Regions from separate parts of the Mus musculus genome. Here regions 2, 3 and 4 are each linked to region 1. A link is a contact called in public Hi-C and promoter capture Hi-C data. All regions are on one chromosome and are shown on one strand. The core of a region is the stretch at or near the end of the contact, and the rest is flanking DNA. Distances in the headings are between cores, read along the strand shown. Region 1 holds the start of Arhgap35 (Rho GTPase activating protein 35). Region 2 holds the start of Ehd2 (EH-domain containing 2). Region 3 has its middle 5.6 kb from the start of Gm32059. Region 4 holds the start of Zfp541 (zinc finger protein 541).

Region 1 (3,677 bases), core at 443-2,942:
TACCAATGACTTCTGTCCTCAGCCCCAAGTAATGATCTTTATAGATGGGAGAGGAACCCACTTTTAACTGTTGATCTCTTCAGCCCACACCACAAGAACCTGCCCTCCTAACAAACTTTAATGAGAGGCTTCATTTGTTGGGGTGTTTTAAAATTTGAGCACATGTAAACTTTTTTTTCAGAATATGAAAATTCATTACTGTGTTTCCACTGTAAAATTTTATGATATTGATTTTTCCTTCTTGCCTTTGTAGAGAGCCAAAAGAGACATACATACTGGCTGCCTTAACCACCTTAAAGCAGACTCCAGGAATATCACCCACAGCATGACCTTTTTGACTTCATGAAGTTCTGGCTGCTGGATTTGGTCGAGCCCATGTAATTTTATTTAGCAATGCTTACTGCGTACTCAATACGTGTAGGTCACTCCTTTACACCCCACCCTCATTTAGAGACACAGTAGTTCCCTCTTAACTCCCCTGTTGCTTTCTGATGTTTCAGTTACCGGTGGCTAGGAGGGTCACATCCACATTTCTCTTATTACAGCGTAATATATATTCATCGTTTTTCTATTGTTGTGGGTAATCCTCTGCTAAGAGTAATCCATCAGCTATTATAGATATTAATGTATAAGGGAGATCGCCCATATTTTACTGGGTTCTAGTAGTTCGAGGATTCCCACCATGAATCGTGGCCATAGGGCCTATTATACCTCATTCGATTCTCCAAGCGACCCTTTGGAGTTCAGTATTGTTATCCCACTTTACAGATGAAAAGCCTGGAAAGAAGTGCAAGGCTGGATCGGAAACACGTGCTTCCTTCAGGCATTCCACACTCTGTGAGGCGCCGGGAAAGCCTGTCTTTCACAATCCATCCTTCCGGAGGGCTCCCAGAGGAATACAGAGTTAGAGGGGAGCCCTCTTACATCACCATTCCCCCTGCAAGCACCCAAAGTGACATGTGGTTTGCTGTCATTTGCCCGATGCTGACTTGGGAGACTAGGGCTGCAATGCAGGGCCTGTCCTTCCTCTGCCCGAGACCAAGCACTGGGAGAAATCACCAGTAACTTGTATCAACGCGCCTGGCCCACAGGTTTTTCTTCAGCGCCCGGGAAAGAGCACGTGCCCCCTGTCCCCGCCCACTCTTTTGGGCTGGCCAACGGCGAGCCTGGGTTGGGCTGTGAAGGACCACGCCCCCTTCCCTCGCCCAATTGGTTCACTCGCTGGGTACGCTCCCTCCTTCACAGCCCCGCCTCGCCACCCCACGTTACGTCTGTCCCCCCAACCCCCTCCGTTATCCCGAAGCTGCGGCTCCAGGAGGCGAACCCACCTCCCTCTGCCTTCCATTGGTTAGTGAGGTCCCGCGCGAGCGGGATGGAGCCCTAAGTCCCCGCCCTCACGAGCCGGGCCAAGCCTCTCAGAGATGGCTTTCTCTTGGAGCCGGCGCGGTGTGGGGAGGGGCGGCGGGTACTGCAGCCTGGAACGCGCGACGCCGTGCGCGCCCCCCTTGCGGGCTCCTCCCTCCCTTCGGTGGCTTCGCAGGCTGCAGCCGTCTCTGCGCACGCGCACTCAGCCCACCCCGCGCCCTCCTGTGCCAGTTCGCGGGTGTCCGTCCTCGCGCTGTGTAAATCTGGCGCCGCAGCCGCTGAGGTAGCGGCGTTTTCCTCAGGCGCGCACGCGCACTCGCGCCCTCGGTGTCCGCGCGTGCCTGTCCTCCCGGCCTACGGTCCTCGCGGTGCGCTCGGCCCACAGGGCCGTTATCCACTTCCCAACCCCAGCCCCAGCATCTCTCGCCCCTCAGAAACGCACGCGCACTTGCGAGAGGGTCTCCAGTACGCGCACGGCCGCGGCGGCCGCAGGAAGGAGGCGACAACGCCGCTGCCGCCGCCGCCGCCGCCGCCGCCATTGCGCGGGAGGGAGGGAACGAGCGAGCGAGCGAGGCTGGTCCGCCCTCCCCCTGGTTCCCGCCCCTCCCCCCTTCCCCTCCCCGCCCCCCGCCCCGAGGGAGAGCCGCGGCGCGGCGGGAGGAGGAGGTGGAGGAGGCGGAGGAGGGAGCCCGCGAGGGAGGGTCCGCCCGGCCCCCCGCCGCCGGAGCCGCCACCGCCGCCTCAGCCGCCTCAGGAACGAGTCGCTAGGGGAACATGGCGCCGGGCCCGCCGTCGCTGCGGCTGGGATCGCGGAGGCCGGGGCCGCGCTGAGTGCGCCCCCGAGACTGGTAAGTGTCTCGTAGCTGGCGGAGGGGAATGTGGGGACGGGCGAGGCGCCGGGCGCCGCCCCGCTGCGGGATCCAAGGGTGGGGGGAAAGGCGGGGACCGCGGGGCCCGGAGCCCGCGAACAATGGAGGAGCCGGAGGGGGAGGGGTGGGAGCGCCCCCCCCAGCGCCCCGCGGTCCCCGCGTCCCGGCCGCTGCATGCCCGGGCCCGGCCCGCGCGGCCCGCCTTGCCCTTCCTATTCGCTAGTGTCCCCGCAGCCCTGCAATCCCGGCGTCTGCCTCCACACACGCCCCACCAAACCCGGTGAAGGATCTCGGTGTCTCTCAGCCTCCACTCGAGATACCCGACTCCCAATTCTGAGCCGTCTTCTTTCCCACTTCCTCCCCCACCCCGACCCCCAGTCATACCTACTTCGCCACCTCCTGGAGTCGGCTGTGCTCCTGGGACAGTCTACCTCCTCATTGACCCCTCAGTATCCCCTCTGACGCTCACTTTGAATATCCGTGGCCCTTCTACCTTACCTGTTTTCTGCTAGCATCACTTTTGGGAGGAAATCCCCATTCTCCTTCTTTGGCCTATTTACTGTTATTATCCCTGCGGTAGAACATCTTGCATCCCCAGGAGCTGTCCCTTTAGGACCTGCGGTTCCACCTCCGTGGAGATCCGTATTGGTCTGTTGATACAGGCACTGCTCTACTGCCCTCCCGGTCTTGGCTTTGGACATAATTCCTCCTTGTATTTGGGCCCAACTGCCCCATATTTTGCCGGGTCGCAACACTGAACCTTCTGCACCTCCTAGGATGTCCCTAAGCTCCTTCTCCTACGGTTCTCAGATTCTGATGCGCCTTGCTCGCTTCCTTCCCTTCTCAGTGCTTGCTCCCATTTTGCCATTCAGACCCTGTCCTCTTTTCCAGACCCTTCTGCCTGCCAACTCTGCCCCTGTGCAGGCGCTCTGATCTTGCATGCACTCCCCTGTGGTGCCTGGCTTTTTGCCCTCTTCTTTTTACCCCCTTTTCTGTCCCTTAGGGTGTCTCATTTTTGCCATTTCCTTTAGCAGACCTCTGCCCTAACCCTGACTACTCAGTTGTACTCTCTCTGCACCTCTATTCTCGTTGAGTTTCCTCTCTTTCCCACCTTTATTTCAATGCCCCTCTGCTCTGCTTCATTCATTTGCTCTCTCTCCCCACAAACCCATCACCAGTAAGTTCATCTACACCTAGGACTTGCTGCCTATGTCTTCCTTGCTCCTGGTGTTTCTCTGCACTTTAGATGACTCTGACCCTGATCCTTCACACGCTGCCCATTCTGCCCTTTTCTTCTACCGGCTTTTCCCCTTCATTCTCTTTATTTGGTGCTCTTTCCTCTCTTTTGGAGCTGTCCATTTGTCTACATAGTTTTGAATCGTCTTGAACTTTACTGTTGCTGTCCCTGTCAAAGTGATCATCTTCAACACCAGTCTCCTTGTG
Region 2 (3,677 bases), core at 303-2,802, 650 kb after region 1:
TATGGTGGCATACACCTATGTGTGTGGGGGGCTGAGGCAGGAGAATCGTGAGGGTAATTTGGGCTACTTAGTGTCCAGACTCTATTTTAGAATGCCAAAATAAAGTAAGGCATGTGTCATAGTTAGGGTGTCTATTGCTATGAAGAGACACCATGACCACGACAACTCTTATAAAGGAAAGCGTTTAATTGGGGCTGGCTTACAGTTTCAGAGGTTCAATCTGTTATCATCATGACAGGAAACGTGGAGGTATGTAGGCAGACATGGTGCTGAAGAGGTAAGTTGTACATCTAGGTTGGCAGGCAGCAGGGAGAGAGAGACTGGGCCTGGCTTGATTATTTGACACTTCGATGTCCCCCCTCTACCCCCTACACACGTCCTCCAAAAAGACTATACCTACTCCAACAAAAACACAGCTCCTAATAATGCCAGTCCCTATGAGCCTACGGAGGCCATTTTTATTCAAACTACCACCCCGTGTGCTGTGTCTATGAACTGATGCTGAGAGTGTATGCCTGCACCACCGTGCTGGGCATATTCTGTGCTGGCGATAGAACTCAGGGCTTCATGTATCCTAGATGGGCACTGTACCAACTAAGCCACATCCCTAGCCCCATGGCCTTGAGGTTTCTCCCCCTTGTGTTTTTGTTGGTGGCGGTGGTGTTGGTGGTGGTTGGTTGGTTGTTTTTATAGTAGATACACAGCGTCTCTACTACGTAGCTTTGGCTGGTCTGGAATTTGCTATGAAGATCAGGCTGGCTTTAAACTCATAGAGATTCACCTGCCTCTGCCTCCCAAATGCTGGGATGAAAGGCTTGTGCCACCACATTGGGCCTGTGCACTTACATTTTAATAATTTACTTTTATTTATATGTGTTGGTGTTTTGCCTGCTTTGCACATGTGTGTGTGAGGGTGTCAGATCTTGAAGTTACAGACAGTTGTGAGCTGTTGTAATATGTGTTGTAATGTGAGTTGTAATGTGGGTGCTGGGAATTGAATCCAAGTCCTCTGGAAGAGCAGTCAGTATTCTTTTTTTGGGGGGGGGGTGGAGGTTTTTTTGTTTTAGCTTTTGTTTTTCGAGACAGGGTTTCTCTGTATAGCTCTGCTCTGTATAGCTCTGCTGTCCTGGAACTCACTTTGTAGACCAGGCTGACCTCAGAACTCAGAAATCCGCCTGCCTCTGCCTCCCAAGTGCTAGGATTAAAGGTGTGTGCCACCACGCCCGGCTCAGTCAGTATTCTTAAATGCTGACCATCTAACTCTTCCGTCTTGTACTTAAGATTTTAAAATTACTGTTGTTACAGTTATTTTTGAGACAGGATCCCCGCCCCCCCCCCCACGCGGTCCAGCTGGCTTCAAACTTGCATGCACCACTATGATCAGACAAATTATTGGTAGGCCTGCTGCAGCCTCTGTCAACTTATTTGCTAAGAGAGGGAGCCAAAAGCTGGAGGATGGGGCTCACACTGAACTAAGGAGTGCACGCTCGAACCTGTGCGCGTTTTCACAGTGCCCGCCAGGGGGCGCCCGAGGCTGGCGCGGGCTAGGACAGGGGGCCTGGGGCCCGCCCTGCTCGCCGCTCCTAGCGCACGCGGCCCCACCCGTCTCACTCCACTGCGGACAGGACAGAGCTCGGGCTGCTTGCTCTGCGCTCCCCAGATCCCTGGTGAGTGCTCCCCAAATCCCACCTCTCACCCTCGCTCCCCTCTGTAACAGTCTGTGCACTCTCCGTCCCAGTCGCTCCCAATTCCCACACTCCAGGACTACCCCCACCCCTCCTCAAATCTTCCCTCAACCTCCTCAGATCTCCCCAGCCTCTCTTTAGTACTCCGTATAGCCCCCTCCCCCTCCCCCTCCCCCAGTTCTCCCAGTCCCTACCCAGCCTTCATCTTTGAAGACTCCCCCTTTGAAGTGGCCTTCTACCCTCCACACCCATCTCTGCTCCCCTTGGTCCGTCTTGCCACCCAAGAGCCTTCTCTTGCCTCTCGAAGTGCATAGACTCTTCAGCCACCCCTTTTTGAGATGCCCCTCAGCTGCCTCCCTGCCTGGGACATTTCCAGGGTTCCCTCTCTTCATCTATGTCACAGGTTCTTCCGTCCGTTATTTCTCCCACCCCTCCAATCCATTTTCTTTCCACTCTTCCCTTTTCCTTTAAGTCACAATGATTTTATATTTTGATTTGCAACGTTTGGGGTTTTGTTTGTTTGTTTTGATATTTAAATTGTCCCATCTTTGAGTCAGATATGGTGGCACACTCCTTGAACCCCAAGATGTAGAAAGCAGAGGCAGGCAGATCTCAGTCTAAGGCTAACCTGGGCTACATAGGTCCAGGTCAGTCAGAGCTACATAGTGAGAATGTAGGGGGCGGGGATGTCGGAGAGGAAGCTGGTGGTGGAGAGTTCACTGAGAGTCAGAACTGGCTGCTCTTCCAGAGGTAGAGGTAGAGGATGGTCCCGAACTTCTAATCTTGTGTCTGCCTGCCTAGTGCTGAGATTACAGATATGCACTCTGCCCTACATGGTAGCTCAAAACCATCTGTTACTTCAGTCCAGGGGAATCCAAAATTCTTTTCTGGCCCCCAAGGGGCCATGAACATGGAACACAGGCATACATAAAGACACATAAAATATTTTTAATAAAAGAAAAAAAAAAGGAAAAATTGTCTCATCTTTGGCTAAGGAGAGCCATTTCAGGCTGAGTGCTGGGTGGCCTTTGAGCTGACTCAGACTGGCTTGTTCCTTCCTAACCTCCAAGCCCCAGGCCCAGCCCCAGCCCCAGCCCCAGCCCCAGCCACAGCCACAGCCACAGCCACAGCCACAGCCCCAGCCACAGCCACAGCCACAGCCACAGCCACAGCCACAGCCACAGCCACAGCCACAGCCACAGCCACAGCCACAGCTCTGGGACAGCTGCTCTTCTAAGGAGCCCTCCATTCTTTCTGTGAGGAATGACAGTTAGAGACTCCAATCTGACCAAAAGCTGGCTCTTCAAAGTCACTAAAATAAGCGTCTACCTATGGAGCAAGGGGAGAGACTATTACTGACAGCCAGGAGATGCATCAACCCAGACACCACAGGCTCGTGAAGGCATTGAGGCACTACAGAGAGCACGGTCTGGCTTTAGGGGTGCTCACTACTGCAAGGTTGGTGACAACTTTCCCCCTAAGCTTTGAGGCCTAACATGGGAGCCCAGCTGGAGTGCTTTCCAGCTCGATGAACCCGTGCAAGCTACTGATGCCTTCCTGAGGCTCAGTTTCCTCCGTGAAACAGTGTGGGTAAGGTTGAGGAATAGCTGGGTTTGTAGAGTGCTTGCCTAGCCTGCTTGAAGCCTGAGGTTCTAGCCCCCAACTCAGGATAAAAGTCAGCATGCCAGTGCACATCTGTAAGCTCAGAGCTAGGGAGGTAGAGACAAGAAGACCAGAAGGTCAAGATTATCCTCTGTTCAAGTGCATCATGAAATACACAAGACATGATATCAAAAAGAAAAGACCGCCGGGCATAGTGGCGCACGCCTTTAATCCCAGCACTTGGGAGGCACAGGCAGGTGGATTTCTTAGTTCAAGGCCAGCCTGATCTACAGAGTGAGTTCCAGGACAGCCAGAGCTACACAGAGAAACCCTGTCTCGAAAAATCAAAAAAAAAAAAAAAAAAAAAAGAAAAGACCTAATATGGGGGTA
Region 3 (3,677 bases), core at 326-2,825, 560 kb after region 1:
TTTTGATTCCAGCACTGGGGAAGACTACAGAATAAGTTCCAGGATAGCCAAGGCCACACAGAGAAACCCTGCCTCTAAAAACCAAACCAAGCTAAAACAAACAAAAACAGTTACAAAATGAGCTAGGATCCACCCAACTCCTGTCCATTCATTTCCATTTTGTAAGTTATTCTGTGCAATTCATCAGCAAATGATTCGTGTCCATTTTCATCCATACTTTTGGCATTTACAGAACTCCCCTTCTCCCTGAGTGGTTGCAAAAGCTGTTGTGTCACTTTGCGGTTTCCTTGTTTATTGCAGTGACTTCCTGTCCCACTGTGGGCCAGGATCATAGCTGATTTCAGAGTTTTTCATTGTTGGCCAGCTAGGTTGCATCTGCTTTTTAAAACATAGTCATGGTTTTTGTTTTATTTTGTTTTAGGAATGTTTACAAAAACGTGCGCCTCAGTTTCTTGACTGGCCTTTATTAAGGAAGCTGACAGAAACCCCAAAAGGATTCTTCAGATCCAAAATCCCCTCATTAGCGTTTCGGTACTCTAAGAGCTGTCAGCCGCCGGCCCCGCCCTCCGAGGCCACGCCTCCGAAGCCCACCCGCTCGGGCCGATTCAAATGCAGCCAATAGAAGCGTGTAAACAAACATAAGCCACACCCACTACACGAATAATTTCGAGCACCAGGGCGCGAAGCCTATTTTATCTTGTGTGTGGGGGGTAGAGGTGGGGCGGAGCTGTGGCCACGCCCCCACATGCGGCCAATCAAAGGCCAGACTCCGCCCCTCGCACTTGCGGTGCTGAGGACCCCAGGCCGGGCTGGGCTAATCGCTGCCTGATTTTGCTGCCGGATTACAGCGCTCCGGTCTTGGCTGTCCTCAGAAGGGGTACCTTATGGCCACAGTGGAAGGGTATAGCTAGAGGACAGAGACTACGAAGGAATCCCCTTCTCTTCCTCCTCCTGGCCACCAAGACCCGGGCCCTTGGAAGTCTCGTAAAAACTTTCTCTTCTCACCCTTATTTAAAGCAACCTGGAAAGGCAGGAGTGTTTCAGGACGGGAGTCAGGCTTTGGTTGTTGAAGTGTTATATGCAAAAGAAAAAATGCACCAATCGTGTGCCATCAGTTTCTCGGATAATGAAACAATTGGGGCGCAAAGTTTGAAGCTTCCATTGCCTGACAGGAGCCGCGGGGAAGTGTTTCTACTTTCAGTGGAGGAAGCCATTTATTTAAAATCCGGAGGTGGGGAGGTGGAAGAGGGGCTGACGAGGTGGCTCAGTGAATAATGGCGCTTGCCACCAAAACTTGATCTGAAATTTATCTCCAGAAACCACGTGTTGGAAGGAGAGAAACATACACACACTGAAAAATAGAACTGGAGATGTGGTGCAGTTGGTACTTAATCTACTATCTAAGAAGCCCTGGTTTTCACAGCACCATCCAGGCGTGGTGGTTAAAGCTGTAATCCCGGAAGGTGGAGGCTGGGGGGTCAGGAGAGTTCCAGGTCCGCCCTAGGCTACAGAGCAAGACTGAAGCCCACCTAGGCTATTAAGCGGATGCTATTGACACCGTCTGTAGACAGATGGCGCTGACGAGGTTCTCCAGGGTAGGAGCTGGGCTGTAGTGAGCTGAGTTTCTGAAAGGCTCAGGGCTCTGATAAGAGCTAAGGCATATGCAGAAATGTGCGGAAAAAGGCTGGAGGAGGGTTCAGAGGACAAGATGATGTCAGGCCCTTCGGGCAAGGCAGTTCTCCAATATCTGGCCTTGTCCACAGCAAGAACACGGGGCTTCTACCTTTTCTTTTCCACTATACTATCATAATTAAAACTGTCAGCCTAGCCTGGTGGTGCAGGTCTGTCATCACTGCAGCTAAGGAAGCTGAGGCAGGAGGATAGCAAGTTCAAGCCCTGAACTTTAGCAACTTAGACCCTGTCAATATAAGAAGTGAAAAAGAAGGCTAGGGATGGTGACTTGCTGTGTGAGACCCTGGGTTTAACCTGCAAAAGAGGTTTGAAAGAAAGAAAGAAAGAAAGAAAGAAAGAAAGAAAGAAAGAAGCAGCAGCCATCTGAGCTCTTTTTTTATTTTTTATTTTTTGGTTTTTCGAGACAGGGTTTCTCTGTGTGGCCCTGGCTGTCCTGGAACTCACTTTGTAGACCAGGCTGGCCTCAAACTCACAAATCCGCCTGCCTCTGCCTACCGAGTGCTGGGATTAAAGGCGTGCGCCACCACTGCCCGGCACCATCTGAGCTCTTTAAAAAATATTATTTCTTCATCAAGTAAGGGTCTCATTATGCAGGCAGGCCTTGAACTCAAAAAGACCCACCTTCATCTGCCTCCCAAGTGCTAGAACTAAAGATGTGCTGGGTCATGTGTAGCCCAAGTGAGCCTTAGATTTGATATGTGATTGACTATTGTTGTTTTTGGAAATTGATTTTTATTTCGAACTATGGTATTCTTGTTTGAATATATACACGTTGAATTCCAGTGCCTAAGGAGGCTAAAAGAGGGTATCCATGCACTCTTCTGGGATTGGAATTAAAGGCTGTTGTAAGCTGACATGGATGCCGGGAACAGTCCCTGGGTCTTCTTGTAAGAGTAATTCAAAGTCTTAACCGCAGAGCTATGTCTCCAAGCGCTGATCCTAAACTTTTGATGCTCCTGAATACATTCAGAGTGTTGGGGTATAGGTGTGCAGCCCACTATGCCTAGTGTATGTGGACCTAGGATAAACTCTAGCAACTGAACTGTGTCACCAGCCCCACAGTGCTTTTTGAATACCTTGGGCTCTTGTCACTAGCTTGGAAGCCTGGATGGGCTTTCAGGGATGCTCAGGGAAAATAGCCATTTGATCTCCCAGGTCTGTGCCAGCTCTTGCTCAGCTTGGGGGCTGGCTTGTCTTGGCTCCTCCACACCCAGCCAAGGACTTCCAAGTAGCGTGTGTTTACAGCCCTCGCCTAAGCTAAGAGGTCTGGGGTATTCGTCATAGATAGTATCTTTCCAGCAAACCTTTGTTTTTGAGGCAAGGTCTTGTGTAGCCCAGGCTTTGAACTTGCTGGACATCAGAAGATGACTTTGAACCCTCAGCTAACCTTTCTTGTATACTAAGTGCTGAGTACCATCATAGGGGTAGAAGATATACCACAGTGCAGAAAGACCCAGAACCTAGACAGACATGGTAGCACAGCACTTGGAGGAGCTGGGGCAAGGAAATAGCCAGCTCAAAGTCAGCCTGGGCTATGTAGCAAGACCTCTTTCTCCAAACACTAAATTAAATGAAATCTGGTGCTTGTAGAGCATGATCTACATGTAGAGAAACTGAGGCTGTAACTTGCTTGCTCCTTGCCTCACCTAATAAACTAAGGTGGATGCGAGGCAGGAAGAACAAGGGAATGCATGCCTCTCACTGAATTCCTGATGCAGCTAGTTAGAACACGTTTCCCATGTGAATGTATAAGCTCATGTAAAGTCAACCCCTTGACCTCAAGTCATCTAGCTCTTTGTCCTGCTTTAAGTTCTGAGTTTTCCAGTGCTGGTAGCTCTGGTACAGACAACCAAATGCCACCCAGGTCAGGTCATTTTGCACAGAGGACATTTTCAGCAGAGGGTTGGGTCCCACTTCCTGGATGATCTTGGACAAAACACTTCCCTTTTGGTGAAAATGGAGGCTAACCCTTTCTCCTTTGGGCA
Region 4 (3,677 bases), core at 779-3,278, 540 kb after region 1:
TTAGTCCTAAGTACTCAGAAGGCTGAGGCAGGAAAATCACTTGAGCCCAGGCACTCAGAGCCAGCTTAGCTTAATCACTAGCACAGTAAAACCCCCATCTCAAAAACAAAAAAGAAAAAAATGACATATGCATATTTACTTATATGGGCCTTAATTTAAGTTTTAAAAGCATAGAGTTGAAATTTAATGCTTGGGCTGGGGGCATTGTAACAGTTGAATATAAAGAAAGGCTAAACTGAGCAGAACCCTAAGAATAACTGATGACAATTAGGGTTCCTGTGTCCAGGAAAACACGCATCTCTTTCACGAGCACTTTTCAGTATCACCACGGCCCAAAGTGAGTGCCATATTACAACCCTGGGCCTGGCTAGTGCCATAGTCAGTCTTCCCATGTGCACTCTCCTAAGTTCCTAAGACTTCCTGCTCTGCCATCATTCCAACACAGACACAGGCCTGGTCACTGCTTGGTAATCTTTGGAGTGGGGCCTGCAGAAATCTTTCCCAGTAGCAAGTTCTTGCTACTTCCTCAGACACAATCCCAATTACTGAGTTTCAGGCATTTAGATGTGGACTTCCCTTCAAACAGTGGGATTATAAACTCCCTGGACCTCTACCCAAGTCAACCCATTGAAGCAACTTTCCAGGAACCAATAAAGAGGATCAGAACCAAACCAAAATTAAACAAGAGAACTCCCTTCCACAGGAGACCAACAGCAAACTAAAATGACACTCACACAAGCTGCTCAATTATTTCACTAATTCTCTCCTTTTCTTCGATGGTTGAAGAGAAAACCTTGGAACTGAATCAAGGCCCTATTTAAGATGAAGTATTACTGACAATATTGGTTGTAAAAAACAACTAGCTGGGCATGGCACAATCTATAGTCCTGGTTCCTGGACAGACTGAGGCAAGAGGTCTGATGGAGCCTCAGTGTTCTGAAAAGATGGCAAGACCTCCCTCTTTTAAAAAGACAAAGCAGGATTTAATCAAGCACCTGTCTGGTACATTATGGTCTATGGGAGGCTTTTGCAGTCTTCTCCTTTTCATGTCTCACCATTGTTCTAGAGCAGTGGGCATGTGAGGATTGGGGTCCCCTTATTTTACATGACATGAGGTCTGGAAAAGCTGGACTAGTACAAGACAGAATGGACAGGATCCCCACTTACTCTGGACAAATGCTCTTGAGATACAGCAGTAATATAAACGTCCCCTACAAGCCTGATGGTCTGCCTCCACACAGATCAAAGATGGGGATGCCAGTCTGTGGGATGGCTCGGTGGTAAAAGCACAAGCTACGGAAGCCTGAGGACCTGTATTTAACACCCAGAACCCACAAGCTGACAATTCCAAAGTAGGATAAAAGCCTCCTCTACAAGAAGAGATTTTTGTTTTGTTTTTCCTTTCCTTCCTTCCCTTTATTAGCATGTTGAAGTCAGGGTCTTACTATGTAGCTCTGGCTGGCCTCTATTTGCAGTGTTCCTCCTGTGTTTGTATTCTACATGCTGGAGTTATGAGCAGGCATCATCATGCCCAGCTAAGGAGACCTTTCCTAGCCAATGCCAGCGGATTCAGTCCCTGGCTACCTGCAGGAACTGTAGGTGCTCAGTCCATGAGCAGCCTCACCTTGTAAGGAGGTCTGTGACTCAGAGTCTGCATATTCTTCCAGCAGCTTCACAGAGTCACTGTCCTTCCCCGAGTATAGGGACAGGGTGTCCAGATTGTCCTCTAGCACTTCACTGGGCATATCAGATGTGGAGAGACTGGGGTCAAGGTCCAAACCGCTTAAGCCAGCGTAGAGCAGGTCCCGTGTGCTGGGGCCCAGGTCCCGGTTGAGTGTGTCACTGCAGTTGAGCACTTGACTTTCAGAGAAGGATGGGAGGTGCCCTTCTGATGGAAGTGCTCCCTCTTCCCCAAGACTGTATGGCTCCATGGCTTTCCACTGCCAGGTCCTGGCTAGAGCCCGTCTCCAGACAAGCAAAGCCGTGTCCAGAGTCAGGAAGGGAAGAGCCCTCGCTGGCAGCTAGCTCCTGAAAATGAACAAGGACGTATTAGAATCAAGAGGTGGTAGGTGTAGTAGGCAGAATGTAGACTTGAAAATGGAGCCACTGAGATGGGTCTGTTCTTAGCCATTTAACCTTGCTGCACGACCTTGGGCAAGATCCATGAACTCCATTTCCTCATCTGTCAACTAGACAAAAGAATAACACATGGTGGACTGCAGAGTCCTCTGCCTCCAGTTATAAATATTAGAAAGATCAAATAGACTTTAATGTGTGTCTAGGCAGAAAAGACAAGCAAGGAAAATCCCAAGGCCAGCAACAAGGAAACTCAAAGTTAGAGTCTGTGCAGGCACAAGTCAGTCCACTGGGACATCCAGGCCCAAGTTTAAGCCTGGGGATGCTTGTCCACTTGTTCCATGTGGCCAGGAGACACATGAAATACCACTGCACAAAGGGAGGCTTACTGTGTGTGTAAAAGAGCCTGGACTGGGAAAGTCTCATACAAAAAAAAAAAAAAAAAAGTAAATACAATGAGTTTTAATATAGAGTAAATGTTGAAGTTAGGTTGGGGGTGTAGCTCAGTTAGTAAAATGCCTATCCTAGCACACTCAAACTTCTAGGCTCCACTCAGCATCACATAAACCAGGCATGCCTGTAGTCCCAACATTTGGGATATGGAGGCAAGATATCCTTGGGTAAATAGATAGTTTGAGGCCAGCCTGTGTTTCATGAGATGCTGTCTCAATAGTCCTATCACCCTGATCCCCAAAAAGGAATAAAAGAGGAAGTTTTACTAACCACATTCTAAAAATAAAAAAGATTACAAGGAAGTACTATGAAGAACTGTGTTTAGACAGTGCACTCACACAGAAGATAGGCTACAATACACACCCAATGTGTTAAGTCATTGAACTCAGATACAAAAAAATCAATGAGCAAATTTCTAGAAATAGACAGATTATCAAAATTCACTCAGAAGAATATATGAATGATCTTAAAACAAATTAAAAGATAAGGGGATATGCAGTGGTGCCCACCTATACTTCTAGCATGCCAGAAGTTGAGCGAGACAAGTCCTTGAATCCAGGAGTTCAAGACTGGCCTAGGAAAAACAAGCAGGAGAAGAAAAGAAAAGAGAAGAGGGAGGAAGGAAGATAGGGATGAAGAGAGGAGAAAGATGGGGAGGGGAAGCAAAGGTAAGAGGAGAGAGAAATGAAAAGGGAAGGAAGGGAAAGAAAATACTAAATTCATATTGAATTCAAATAATTCTCACCTATCTTACCACAGAAACACAAAACAAAACAACAAAACTTTATTATGTGGTGATGAAACATGCCTTTAATTGCAGCACTTGGGAGGCAGAAGCAGATGGATCTATGTGTGTTGAGGCCAGCCTGGTCTAAAAAGTAAGTTTTAGGACAGCCAGGACTACACAGTGAAACCCTGTCTTGAAAAACCAACAAAACAAAAATCTTTATTAAAACTCTTAGTAATGGTGAAAGGTTCAGGGGCCCAGCAGGCCTCTACAGGAAAATATGACCTGCTGGATGGAGCAGAGCTCTAACTTACCCTAGCCCATCCCACTCCCTGGCTCAGCAGTGGTCATGAAGAGTTAGCTATGTGTCTGGTATGGGTTCCTGATGCTGAAAGAACAGAGTAGAATTTGTTCTTAAAGA

The links. Promoter capture Hi-C pulls out the DNA fragments that hold promoters and counts their contacts. Hi-C and Micro-C count contacts between places; a contact is called where the count stands out from the background.
Region 2: a promoter capture Hi-C map of pre-B cells shows a contact between it and region 1, with 2.8 times the contacts expected there. The contact joins the promoter of Ehd2 here to the promoter of Arhgap35 in region 1. A contact is called at or near these places in 3 of 39 promoter capture datasets (hippocampal neurons, liver and pre-B cells), 1 of 484 Hi-C or Micro-C datasets (embryonic stem cells), 1 of 115 datasets of contacts at active chromatin or transcription factors (pancreatic cancer cells) and 1 of 9 other capture datasets (adipose tissue).
Region 3: a Hi-C map of uterus shows a contact between it and region 1, with 1.9 times the contacts expected there. The contact joins the enhancer-like site here to the promoter of Arhgap35 in region 1. A contact is called at or near these places in 7 of 484 Hi-C or Micro-C datasets (CD4 T cells, the N1E-115 cell line, cardiomyocytes and 4 more) and 4 of 115 datasets of contacts at active chromatin or transcription factors (effector CD8 T cells, embryonic stem cells, memory CD8 T cells and 1 more).
Region 4: a promoter capture Hi-C map of pre-B cells shows a contact between it and region 1, with 2.2 times the contacts expected there. The contact joins the promoter of Zfp541 here to the promoter of Arhgap35 in region 1. A contact is called at or near these places in 2 of 39 promoter capture datasets (cranial neural crest and pre-B cells), 4 of 484 Hi-C or Micro-C datasets (the N1E-115 cell line, cardiomyocytes, embryonic stem cells and 1 more) and 2 of 115 datasets of contacts at active chromatin or transcription factors (effector CD8 T cells and embryonic stem cells).

Annotation. Positions count from the first base shown.
Region 1 is chr7:16,613,008-16,616,684 of GRCm38.p6, reverse strand. Arhgap35 (Rho GTPase activating protein 35) reads left to right here and starts at 1,692. Exons shown (of 7, transcript NM_172739.4): 1 at 1,692-2,213. Gm29443 (predicted gene 29443) reads right to left here and starts at 2,861. Exons shown (of 3, transcript NR_136928.1): 1 at 2,733-2,861.
Region 2 is chr7:15,965,410-15,969,086 of GRCm38.p6, reverse strand. It overlaps Ehd2 (EH-domain containing 2), which reads left to right and starts at 1,552. Exons shown (of 6, transcript NM_153068.3): 1 at 1,552-1,667.
Region 3 is chr7:16,049,964-16,053,640 of GRCm38.p6, reverse strand. No RefSeq gene overlaps it. Among named protein-coding and RNA genes, the nearest start is that of Gm32059, 5.6 kb to the right of the region's middle. Within about 2 kb of position 1,575, at least 341 of the 459 cell types and tissues checked have an H3K27ac peak or open chromatin away from gene starts, as enhancers often do. A contact at or near this core is called in the N1E-115 cell line, effector CD8 T cells, embryonic stem cells and 5 more, where this site is marked.
Region 4 is chr7:16,070,196-16,073,872 of GRCm38.p6, reverse strand. Zfp541 (zinc finger protein 541) reads right to left here and starts at 2,028. Exons shown (of 16, transcript NM_001099277.2): 1 at 1,625-2,028. The coding sequence starts at 1,931.